Linked DNA regions of Sus scrofa: all the other regions are linked to region 1. A link is a contact called in public Hi-C and HiChIP or PLAC-seq data. All regions are on one chromosome and are shown on one strand. The core of a region is the stretch at or near the end of the contact, and the rest is flanking DNA. Distances in the headings are between cores, read along the strand shown. Region 1 holds the start of LRP4 (low-density lipoprotein receptor-related protein 4). Region 2 overlaps C2H11orf49 (chromosome 2 open reading frame, human C11orf49). Region 3 holds the start of DDB2 (DNA damage-binding protein 2).

Evidence for each region. Hi-C and Micro-C count contacts between places; a contact is called where the count stands out from the background. HiChIP or PLAC-seq counts read pairs in DNA pulled down with a chosen protein or histone mark.
Region 2: an H3K27ac HiChIP or PLAC-seq map of skeletal muscle shows a contact between it and region 1, with 12 times the contacts expected there. The contact joins the enhancer-like site here to the promoter of LRP4 in region 1. A contact is called at or near these places in 4 of 5 promoter capture datasets (fetal liver, fetal skeletal muscle and liver), 9 of 47 Hi-C or Micro-C datasets (brain, embryonic fibroblasts, epiblast stem cells and 3 more) and 1 of 2 datasets of contacts at active chromatin or transcription factors (skeletal muscle).
Region 3: a Hi-C map of embryonic fibroblasts shows a contact between it and region 1, with 2.4 times the contacts expected there. The contact joins the promoter of DDB2 here to the promoter of LRP4 in region 1. A contact is called at or near these places in 1 of 47 Hi-C or Micro-C datasets (embryonic fibroblasts) and 1 of 2 datasets of contacts at active chromatin or transcription factors (skeletal muscle).

The regions. Positions count from the first base shown.
Region 1 is chr2:15,613,840-15,617,850 of Sscrofa11.1, reverse strand. LRP4 (low-density lipoprotein receptor-related protein 4) reads right to left here and starts at 1,714. Exons shown (of 38, transcript XM_021085230.1): 1 at 1,499-1,714. The coding sequence starts at 1,550.
Region 2 is chr2:15,415,091-15,419,222 of Sscrofa11.1, reverse strand. The region is part of intron 4 of C2H11orf49 (chromosome 2 open reading frame, human C11orf49); the gene reads left to right. Among named protein-coding and RNA genes, the nearest start is that of ARFGAP2, 27 kb to the right of the region's middle. Within about 2 kb of position 2,697, at least 12 of the 83 cell types and tissues checked have an H3K27ac peak or open chromatin away from gene starts, as enhancers often do. A contact at or near this core is called in fetal skeletal muscle and skeletal muscle, where this site is marked.
Region 3 is chr2:15,369,002-15,372,866 of Sscrofa11.1, reverse strand. It overlaps DDB2 (DNA damage-binding protein 2), which reads left to right and starts at 2,244. Exons shown (of 8, transcript XM_013994357.2): 1 at 2,244-3,865.

The DNA of each region.
Region 1 (4,011 bases), core at 465-2,964:
TGTGGTGGGAAGAGCAGCTACATTCCTACCCCAGTAGGGCCGCTGTCCCGACACGCCAAAGAGGCTACAAATAACCTTCTAGGAGAGAGCCCGGGAGGGGGAGAGCGTAGTGCGCAGAGGAACGCGGGTCGGCCAGGCGACTCGGAGAGGAAGAGTTAAGAACTCGGTCGGGTTAGAGTGGGCATGGAAAAAGTCATTTAAAACCCACGGGTTGGTTAAATAACAGACGCGAGAACTCTGTTTTGGTTTGGGGAGGTAAACCAATCTTTAAAACAAGTGCTCAGGCATCTCTACGCCCTGCCAGGCAAGTTCCGAGATCTGCTCTATTTCCACACGAGTTCCCTTTACGTTAAAGAAAGAATCAGTGCAAAGCTGTGGTCTACAGACCCCTCCATTCCGAACCCCACAGCTTCATAGGGGCTACGGGGAGAATGGGAAGATTCGGATCTTCCCCGGCTGAACAGAGGTGTGTGAACAGGGTTGGGGTTCAAAGATCAAACTTCTTTGATCTTTGGGCACAAACTAGAGGCAGCTGCTAAATCACGGGCTGCCCCCATGGTCCTAGGCGGCTGCAGAGAAACAAGATTCCGCTGGAGCCGTAATCACACACAACAGTTGCGTACGGGCACCAAACAAGTTATTAATAAGGAGCAGATGAAGCAGCAGTCCTGCTGCCATCCCTCCAGCTCCCCAGAGGGCCACTGCGCGGGCCAGGAGGCTTCCTTCTCAGGTTCGGCGATACCCGCCCCCCTATCCCGGCCAAAACGGATCTGAGCGAGCCTTCCAGCAGTTTCTTCCGTATGTCCCTCCTCTGCCCCCTTTCCAACCCTGTCTCCCGCCCCCCTCCCCCGCCCCACGAAGGATCCAGGGCAGGGAGCTGATTGGTCGCAGCCAGGAGAGGGAACCCAAAACACCACTAAGTGGAGATGCTGCGAGTAAGCAGTGCCCAAAGACCCTCGGCCAGAGCATGGTCTGGAGTCCGAGGAGCCGTTCCTCGAGCCGATGGACCCCCGGAGCTCATGTATTCCGATTCCACTGGAGCTTCTCTCCGAAATCCGCCCGAGACCCCCCCTGGAAGGAGGGCTTTTAACAGTTTATGGTTTAGCGACCATCCTTCCCGGCCTCCCTTTCTTCGCATGCATTCATTCGCACCAAGGACACAGGGACCCTGTCTAAACCTCAAAGGGAAGCACCTCAGGCTCTTCAAAGAGCAGCGAGGGAAGGCGAGCGAGCGCCTACGATCTTCCCCCAGCCTGGCCCAGCCCCGAGCCCAGGGAGCTCCTCTGCCGCTGCCCGGTCTCGGACTGGAGGCGCTGGGGGAGCTCCCGGTCCCCTCCCCGGCATGCAATCTCCGGGCTTCTCTTTGGAGTGAGGGCGAGGGGTCTCAGGCCCTAGCCTGAACCATCCCGCTCTCGGGACGGTGGGTCCTGCAGCGGCCGGACCCGGGGACAAACTTTCCCGGCCGGCCGGTCGGCGAGGGCGCGGCGGCGCCCCTTACCGTGTGCGCAGAGCAGGGCGCCAAGCAGCAGCGCGCCCCACGACCGCCTCATGGTGCCGCGTCCGCCGCCGCCGGCGCTCCCTGCCGGCCTGGGGTCCCGCCGGCTCCCGCGGGACGGCGCGGCGGAGGGAGTCGGAGGTGGGTACCCGAAGGGAAGCGTCTGGGTCCACCGCGGCGGGCGCGCCCCTAAGTCGCCCTCCGGCCGCTGCTGCCTCCTCCAGTGCTGCCGGAGCCGAAGCCGCCCCACCAGGGGACCGGGAGGGGGTGTCCCAGGCCCGGCCGCCCCGCCCCCCGCGCCGCAGCCCCCGCCACCGCCACCGCGCCTGGTCCCGCCCCCAGCGCCGGCCCGTCCCCTTCCCGCCCTCGGCCCCCGCCCCCCGGTCCCTGGACCCCACCCGCCCGCGCCTCCAGCGCTGGCCCTGCTCCTCTTCAGGCCGCCCCCACATTCCTAGCTCTCGAGAGATGCCCCCTTACTGTCCCCATTGCTACCACTCGAAAGTCCTTAGCTTAAAAAAAATACTATCCTAGCGGCAACTCTTGGATCCCGCTCTCTAGCTCTATGCCAGAGAGGGGCACCCGGGCTGACCCTAGTCGTCTGGACGTGACCCCGGCCCCCCTACCGGCCCCAAGTCCAGACTTTATTGATGTCTCAGAATACACAAGACTGGCTAATGCATAATCCTCTCGGTCTTTATGGACATCAAACAAGGGACATCAGGGGGCCTGGAGTGCTGTATCTTAGCTAGAGTTCTCACCGTCAAAATTCCTCTTCTGAGATTTTCTTCTTGCTCCCCCCCTCCCCCCATGCCGTCTAGGCAGCGTTGTTCTGGGGCTAAATCATTCCACGAGCTCTCCTTTTCATTTACTCATTTCCTGAGGTGGTTGTCTGGGTCCTGTCGCCCCAGCTCAGACGTCCAGAATTGGCCCAGACGTAGTTCCTCCTCGCTGTCTTTGTCAGTCAGAGTCGTTAGCCTCTTCACCTTCTTTGACTTTCTGATCCTGCCGAGGAAGGAAGGGGGTAAGGAAGAAAGTCCTTACTTGCAGTTGTACTCTTGTCAGAGACCTCAGCCTCCTTCTAGCTTCAGTCTGTACAGCCTTCTAGCAAGATTTAACTTTTGAGTTAAATAACCTAAAGTTATAAATTCCTCTCTTGTCAGCCTTGTGGTCTCTGCCTCTCCCCAGTGCATATTAATAATGTGCATTAATTTTGTTACCACCTTCCATTTTCCAGGTTGAGTCTTGTCTTGCTACTTTTGTCCAAGTCCGCAACTTCCTCAGGGTCCTGTGAACCACTTTTCCCTCCAAGCTAGTATGCCGACGGTTCCTGGCTTTGGGTCATCTGCCATTTTGTTAAACCACTTTCTTCTCACTAGTAAAGAGAGTCAGGAAGACCCAAATGCCCTGTGTTCACCGGGGGGGTAAGTAATTTGGTATAGTGCAAAGAGGATATTAGGAGGTTTCTCCAATGGATTGGTTGCCATTTCATCTTTACAATTTTTCAAAGGCTTTCACTTCAACTTACCATCTTTGACCAAAGCTAACATTAACTTTGCAACAGCAACCAAAAAAAAAAAAATGTGGTGTTAACTCCTTCTTAGCTGGTACTTCTCCATTATGTTCTGCCTGAAATTTTCAAGCAGATGAAATGTGGTTGAACTAACATCACCATGGTAACTAACAGGGAGGCATTTTCTGTGTGTGTAGTTCTTTCTGCTGACTGTAGGCGGCAGTGGAGTCAGGTCATGTTTATAGATCTTACTGCTAGGAAAGATGTCACCCTTCAAGGCCTATGTCATCGTAGCCTAAAATCCAAGGAGAAGATAATGAAAAAGTAAAGACTGATTCTCAGTCCCCTCTCCCAACAACGGTTTTGATGCAGGCTTCTTTGGTTTCAGGGTTTCAATAAATGTTGCTTACAAAGGGTCACTTTTCATCCTGTCGAGGAAGACTTTATGATTCTGGAGACCATGTATATTTTTTCCACATGAAGACTAAGGACATGTGGTATAATGAATACATTTTTCTCCCCAAATCCAAGACAAGCAGCCACCATACTTTCAATGTCAGGGGATTAAGAATCTATAAACAATTTCCACTCTGTATTCACAGGACAGGTTCCTTTCCAGAAGGCATGATTTGTGTTGTTTTTCTGGGATTGAGGAGGAACAGGGAGGCTGGCTGTCCCTGTCTGACTCAGGCCCAAGAGACTGCATTTTCTGTGTGCATCCCTCCTCCTCCACAGTTCAGCACAGTTCTGGTGCACAGAGCCATCCCTAGCTGCTGTGAGTCACTGGGAATATCAATGGGTAGAAGGGAACTTCGTGCATAGTCCCTGGCTGGGTCACCCCCTAGGGTGAGTTAAGTCTTGGCTGTCAGAAACTGCTCTTGTGCCAGGAGTGCTAAGCCATATTTATTTTTACCAGGCCTCTCAGACTTTCTTGTTTGGAGTGAAAGATCCTGAAAAGCATGCCAGAATGGGCTGTTTGTCTCCCTTTTATTGTCCTTTGGGACAT
Region 2 (4,132 bases), core at 1,448-3,947, 200 kb after region 1:
TCTCAGTAGCAAGTAGCCCAAAGTTACAGGTAGATAATACATAGTTGGGCATAGTTTTGTGGCCAAACTCACCAGTAATCAGGGAAATGCCAATTAAATTGAGATACCACTGCACACCCATCCAATTGGCAAAAATTTCAAAGAGATAATACAAGCATTAGTGAGCATGTGGAATAGTGGGAACTCTCATAAACTGCTGTTGGGAGTGTAAATTGGTATAATCACTTCAAAGCAATTTGGGCAAATCTTGAAAAATTCAGGAGGTGTGCCTGGTTATAAGGAAACATGCAGCATTGTTTATAATAGCTATCAGTAGAACACTCTCCCTGCCCCTGTGCAGTAGAAAGGACAGTGTGTTTTCTCCTTTCTGTGGGATTCTGTACAGCAGCTCACATGGATACAGGGAGATAAATATATCCATCAACACTGGCACATCTCATGGAGTTCCTGTCGTGGCACAACAGAAAAAAATCTCACTAGGAACCATGAGGTTGCAGGTTCAATCCCTGGTCTTGCTCAGATCTGGCGTTGCCATGAGCTGAGGTGTAGGTCACAGATGTGGCTTGAATCCCGCGCTGCTGTGGCTATGGCGTGGGCTGGCAGCTGTAGCTCCGATTCAGACCCCAGCCTGAGAACCTCCGTATGCTTCAGGTGCGGCCCTAAAAACCAAAAAAAAAAAAAGCAAAACTGAGAAGGAAAAAAAAAAAAGTTGCCTGGTGGCTTAGTGGGTTGGGGATCCTGCATTGTCACTGCAGTGGCTCTGGTTACTACTGTGGCGCAGGTTCAATCCCTGGCCTGGGAACTTCTGCATGCCTCGGGCACATCCAAAGAATAATAATGATAAATAATTCTTGGCCACACCCGCGGCATATGGAAGTTGCCAGGCAAACCTGCAGCACTGCAGAGACAACAAGGATCCTGATAACAGGAACTCCAATAAATAATTAAAAAAAAAAAAAAAAAAAGGAAAGGGTGGCTAGGATTTAAGGAAGAAGCAGTGAGAGAGAAGGCTGACTAGGGAAAATAAAAAGCCTGGCCTCCAAGGACGTAAGGGAACTGCTTAGGGAGGAGCCATCAGGCCTGGAGTTTGAGGAATTGGGGGCTGGGAGAGGAAAGGATGCCTCACAGGCCTTGCACTGGGTTTGGGTTTATCCAAAGAGCAAGGGACTGTTCGCCCCCAGCTTTAAGGCTTCTTGGGAAAGACCCGGGGCACCTCTGTGGACCATGTCTTAACGTCGAGGCCATGAGTGAGAACACAACTACACTCTGGCCACCTCCTGCACGTGCCGTCAAGGTTTCCCTTGACCCTTCCTTGGGATTGCCCCTCTTCTGGACTGTGTTGGAAGCACCCTTGTGTCATACAAGCTGCTCCAAGTCCAGGCCCTCAAAGCAGCATCGAGGGTCCAGGTCGTGGCTCTCCTGGGGCTCCAGCCTGCACCCCCAGCGTGCAACAAACCCACCTACCCTGTGGTGCCTAAGAAGCTGGGTCCAGAGAGAGAGGGCAGCAACCACTACGATGACAACTTAGTATTCGTAAGGGTCACTCTGCCAGTGCTGTACATCTATCATTGCATTTTCTTCTCATATTAATCCTATGAGGTAAGATCAGTGGATTACTTTGCTGAGAACACAGAGGTTCAGAGACTTGACTGGGGTTTTAAGCTGGAAGCAAAAGAGCTGTGATTCAAACACAGGTCTCTCTGACTTTAATCACGTTTCCTTGGCTACCTGCAGCGGCTCTGTGCTCTCTAGCGGCAATAACACCTTCCTGCTGGTGGCGCTGTCCCTTCTCCCACTCAGGGTGTTTGCTAAGTGTAGCGCAATAGGCCCCCAGGAGGGTTGGAAGTGTCTTCCCTGCGGGTGCCCTGGGAAACCAAACAGACTTGGGGACACACTTGAGCGGCCCCCATGTGCCACACTGCTCAGATGACCTCCTCAAAGAAGAGCAGTTATAGAAGGAGGCCCTTCTTTCCGGCCCTGGCTGAGGCCTGGCTTCCCTCGAATGGACTTGAAACGGGATAGCTGGCTTCCGCCTGCAAGCCTCTGCCTGGCTGGATGCTGGCAACACTCACTTCCCCTGGGCTATATTTTTATTTGCTATTTTGAGCTCTTCCACCACCTGAAACCAGCTAGAATATACTTATTGGTAGCAGCTAACACTTATTTTGAGTGATTTTGTATGCTAGTATATAACAATAGGACAGGCACGGCATGGCACTGTATTGAATCCTCACAAGACTTCTGTGAAATAGGAACTATAATTATCTCTTTACAGATGAGGAAACTGAAACTTGGAAAGAAAACATACCTTGCCCAAGAAAAAGGTAACTTGGCCAGTGAGTGCCAGAGCTAGGCTTTGATCCCAGTCTGCTTACCTAGAACAGCAAAAAAATAAAATAAAATAAAGTGTACAGCTTGTGCCACTAGACCACAGATACTGACCCTTAAGGGTGAATAGGAAGTTGGCAAGTCATCAGGTTTGGCTGAAAGCTGTTGCTTCCTTGGCACCCACTTCCCTCCCAGCCAGCCAGCCCAGCCCAGCTGTTGGAAGTCAGCATCGGGGAGAACACAGCCAGCCCCCTCAGGATTAGCACAGACCCAGCCAGGTGCTCTTTCTCCATTCCCATCGCTGCCCTGGGCTCCGCCCTCCACGTGGTTCTACTCAGAGCCAGCCTGAACTCGAGTGCCTTTACTCCCCCCCAGAGGCCCTCTCTCAAGCGCTGAGGCCTGGCCTGCAAGGATCCCTCCATGATCCAATGGATTTGTACGGACTCCCGTTGGCAGCAGCTCAGTGCTGGCTCCACTTCAAAGCAGGAGCGGCCGTCTCCTCCAGGTGTCAGAAGCGGCTGGCACGTTAGCAGAAGGCCTCTGGCAGGAAGGGGTGTTGAGCCAACTGCCATCAACTGGAAAACGGCACATGTGGATGACCTTGTCTTCAAGAAACTCCTCTTGAGCCCTGGGTCGGGGGGGAGCAAGTTGGAGTTCAGGGCGAGGGAGCCATCGGTGGGTTGGAGGGCCTACAACCTGGGATTGTCCCTGTCACCAAAGGCAAAGGCAGATCTGTAGCCTCCTTCCAGCCTTTCCCCACAGTTTTGCCAAGACTCCAACACCAGATGCCCAGAACTTTTATGTCAGAGCATTAGTTTGGAGATGGACAGTGCAGCATGTGGTGTTTCTAAAAGCACCTTTTTGTAAGTTTTTCAGACTTTTCTGCAGCCACAGTCCTCTGAACAGCAAACTTTTCCTCCTCCAGAGCCATATTAGCAGGAGAAGCCGTTTGTTCTGTCTGCCCTCAGGATGGCACTCTGTCAGAGCTAGAAGCAGCTCTTGCAGACTTTGGGGATGTATTCTGCTTGAATGTCTCCAGCAACAAGCAGCTCGCTGCTTCACAAAGCAGCCGTCATCCCAGAGCTGGGCATCTTGAAAAAGCCATCCAGAGCTGCACTCTAGATCTCTGTGATATCTCCCTCGGGGACAGCCCTTCAGTGGTCAGGCCTCGGCCTTACTTCCTCCTTTGTCCTCCCTTCCAGGCTAAAGGGTCTAAAGGCAGTCATTTGCCTGATATCCTGGTGTGCAGACTCTATACCCTGACCCCCTATTCCGTGATTCGGGTTTATTCTCTCAAATGGACTGTCCAGAGCTGAACGTAGTGTCAGATCACCTTGCCAGTGGAAGATGAAAGGGTACTGTGACCCGTCTCAGTCACGTGTTTGTGTTTTCCTTCATTCAGCAAGTATTTACCAAGCACTCCCTGTGTGCCCTGCACCACGCCGGCGCCTGAGTCAGGCCGCATGCAGGGAGACAGCAGTGTGTCCCTTGATGGGTTTTCTAGTCTGGGGCGAAGGCAGACAGAACTGTGTGAGGAGGCCGCAGAGAACTGCACAGGCCCACCCTCACCTGAGACAGGGAGGGCCTCCCAAAGAGGTGCCCTGTGGCTGCTCCCTGAAGAGCAAGTGGGCATCAGGCAAGCAGGTGGGGAGAGGGCCATGGGGGCGGGAGCATTGTCATGGGCGGGGTGGCTCGTCTGAGGGGCAGCAGGAAGGAAGAACTGAAGGATCTGTGCCTGGAATGGAGTGAGGGACACTGCCTGTGGCCTCCAGTGAGTCTAGAGAGGTGAGCAGAGGCAGAGGGC
Region 3 (3,865 bases), core at 995-3,494, 250 kb after region 1:
ACCTCCTCTCTCCCCTTCATTTTATGAGGAGGAAACTAAGGCATAGAGAAATGAGATGGTGACTCCAGGATCAGAGTCTGAGTACAGTGCTCTTTCCACCATGCTATATTATTTGTTCCAGAAAACACCTAAGCCACATTTTGTTTTGCAGATCAAAGAAATTGGCATTATTTAGGGTCATGCTCACGGTCTACTCAGCTTCCAGTGTGAACACGAGACCTTGATTTGCTATCACCAGCAGCTTTTGAATGAATTGCCTTGTGACGCTTTATGTCAAAAGTAGCATTACAGATAGAATAAAAACAGCTATAAATAGGGTTTCATGCACATCCTCTCCATGGCGTGAAACCAGAGCAATCCTGTACCGTTCGCCTCATTATCAGATCAGCAGTATCAAAAAAATATGTATTGAAGTTCTCGTTGTGGCTCAGTGGAAACGAATCCGGTTAGTAACCATGAAGTTTCAGGTTTGATCCCTGGCCTCACTCAGTGGGTTAGGGATCCTGCATTGCCTTGAGCTGTGGTGTAGGTCGAAGATGTGTCTGGGATCCTGCTTTGTTGTTGTTGTGGCTGTGGTGTAGGCCAGCAGGTGTAGCTCCGATTTGACTCCTAACCTGAGAGCCTCCATATGTTGTGGGTACAACCCTAAAAAGCAAAAAAAAAAAAAAAAAAAAAAAAAAGCATTATTTGCTTTTGTCCACTCTGCACCTAATGGTTCACCAGATGGGAACATCTGACATCAAGTCCCTGAGCTGCTGCTTTTGGTAAAACAAAGCAAAATCCAGGGTAAGGAAGGCCCAGCATACAACCTGAGGCAAAGCATTTTACTGGTACGTGCAAGGGAGGTTTCCACTGCTCACACATGGGTTTTTTTGTTTGTTTGTTTTTTAGTCTACCATGGAAGAGTCTTCAATACTAAAAGGGATTCTGGGAAAACCTGACATTTCCTTTGTTCATGAATCCAACATGGCCAACTATTACCTCCTTGCCTTTCTGCTCCTTCTGCCTGGAATGCTCTCCCACTCTCCTCTCCCTCGATTTCCCCTCCAGATTAAGCTTAAGTATCACCTTTTCTGAGAAGTCTTCCTTGACACTGTCCCTTCTTTACCCCACTCCAAGCTGAGTTCAAGTGTCCTTTTTCTGTGCCCCCTGCCCCTCCAGAATCCAATGGTTCCTCTCTCACCAAGCTTATAACACTCTACAGTAGCTGTATGTTTATCTATTAAAAGGCACACTTGGAGTTCCCGTCGTGGCGCAGTGGTTAACGAATCCGACTAGGAACCATGAGGTTGCGGGTTCGGTCCCTGCCCTTGCTCAGTGGGTTAACGATCCGGCGTTGCCGTGAGCTGTGGTGTAGGTTGCAGATGCGGCTCGGATCCTGCGTTGCTGTGGCTCTGGCGTAGGCTGGTGGCTACAGCTCCGATTGGACCCCTAGCCTGGGAACCTCCATATGCCGCGGGAGCGGCCCAAGAAATAGCAAAAAGACAAAAAAAATAAATAAATAAATAAAATAAAAGGCACACTCCATGGGGAAAAAAAAGAGTATTTTTTTGGCCACACCCACAACATACCGAAGTTCCCAGGCCAAAGATTGAACCCTTGCCACAGCAGTAACCAGAGCCACAGCAATGACCATGCCAGAACCTTAACCCACTGGGCCACCAGGAAACTCTAGGAAACAAGAGCATGTTTAATTTCAGCTTTCTCTTTGACTGGAATAATGTCAGAGTATGTTTTTGACAGATGTCAGTAGAATGAATTCTCCTGCTTGCCACTATTCAACCACCCCCTTGATCTGGCCTCTCTTACTTTGCACAAATCCTTAATGTGATCAATTTTCTCCTCCTATCCTATTTATAAATTTTAATGCCCCAAGCCAAATTCCACCAGGGACACTCCTGTGGTTGAACTCTAGGTCTACTGCTCATTGCAACAGAACATGCATACCACGGGGAATGGTGGGACATCTCTGTAAGAAGGTATTAGAGGGAGTTCCAGTCATGGCTCAGTGGTAACAAATCTGACTAGTACCCACAAGGAAGCAGATTCGATCCCTGGCCTCGCTCAGTGGGTTGGGGATCCAGCATTGCCATGAGCTGTTGTGTAGTGCTCAGACACGGCTCAGTTCTGGTGTTGCTGTGGCTGTGGTGTAGGCCAGCAGCTACAGCTCCGATCAGACCTCTAGCCTGGGAACTTCCATATGCTGTGGGTGCAGCCTTTAAAAGACAAAAAAAAAAAAAAAAAAGAGTGAAGGTATTAGAAAGAACTTACAGGATTGGTTTGTGTTGGATGGCTTGGATAATAGTTCAAAGAAGTGAAGTTTTGCTCTGGATTGGAGGCCGAAAGGAAACAGGGGTGATCCTATGATTGGGCATCAATAAACCTTATCTATAAGGTGGGGGGAATGAAGCAAAGCCAAAGCTGTGATTAGCAAAGAACCTGCAGTCACTCATTTTAGCTAAATAATAAGGGTCTGTTTGGTCATTTTTTTTGTGGTTTGGACAATGTTCATACTTTTTTCTGTGTGCAGTGATCTTGTTTTTGTGTTGATCTATCATGGTCACAGAATGGCCTTGTCTGTGCTGATGTTTTGTGAAATTGTTTATTTGGACAGAACGTTAAGGCTTAGCTAATAGTACCAGGCCAGCTCCCAGATGCCAGGAGCTGATTTTTCTTTTTCTCATGGTTCTCACACTCATTCCTAACTTTTACCAGTCTGTTTCTTCTCCTAGGATGCTCTTCTCTGCCCCCCTCCCATCCCCAAACTCCACAAAATCCCATTTTCCTTATGAGCTTTTCCTAAATATTCTTTCTCCATTAGATTATATTTTCTGAATGCATCTAAAAGTGTTTGTTGGCTTACAATATAGTACTCAGTTGTGTTCTATCTTGAATTGTTTGACTTGTTTCACATGTATTTTTCCTCTTAGTAGATTGTAAACGTTTTAGCGGAAGGGTCATTAAGGATCCCCCAGAAATGAGCACCCTGCAGAGGTGAAACTAATGGCTGGTCTTAGTAAGTGGGCTGGGGACAACTTGCTTCTGTAACGGAGCTACAGGTCTGCAGAGGAGAAGCCACCAGCGTGCCCTTTCCCCTGGTGGTTGCCATTTCTAACACCTTGTGCTGATTGGAAGAAAGCTTTTTCCAGCTTTTCTTTTGGAGTATTCATTCCTTTCAAGAGATATTTTTGCAACTCTATTCTGTCCCTACCTGTCTGAAAGCTCCTGGAGTGTAGGATCTACCACTAATGCATGTTTGCCTCCTCTCACCCTCCCAAAGCATCTGGCACCAGACTTGGCGGGTGGAAGGAAAGGACCAGCAGTCCGACTAACCCCAGCTTCTGCCTGGCTCGTCGCGGAAAGTGGGGTGCATCCAAACTATCTCCCTGTCGGGCCGGGCGGGACACCTATGAGACTCCCTGCCTTGGCCTTTGGCTGAAATCGTGTGCACAAGGCCTCAGCCCAGTTAGCTGCACGCTGTATAGGCCCATCGTCGCTGTCCCACGCTGCTCTTTGGGCAGACACTCAACAGGTTTGGAGAAACTTTAATTAAAAGCTTTGAGTTTTAACCACTTTCTACAGAGAAGCTGAGATTCGACGGAGCTGGAGACATTTAAGTAATTGCCACAGACCGCAAGGCCGGCGGAAGGAATCGGCTCGGTTTTCACAGCGGGGAAGCGGACAGCATTGTATAAAGCCGCCCCACACCAACTGTACGGATCAGCCAATCACAAAGCCCGAGAGGGTGTGGTCACCAATTAGAAAGTAGAGAAGGCGGAGCCGAAGGCTTGATTGGCATCGGTCTTGGGTGAGGGGGCCCATAGGCCTGGCATAGACCCCCCTGAAGAGGCTTCAATTCGGGAGG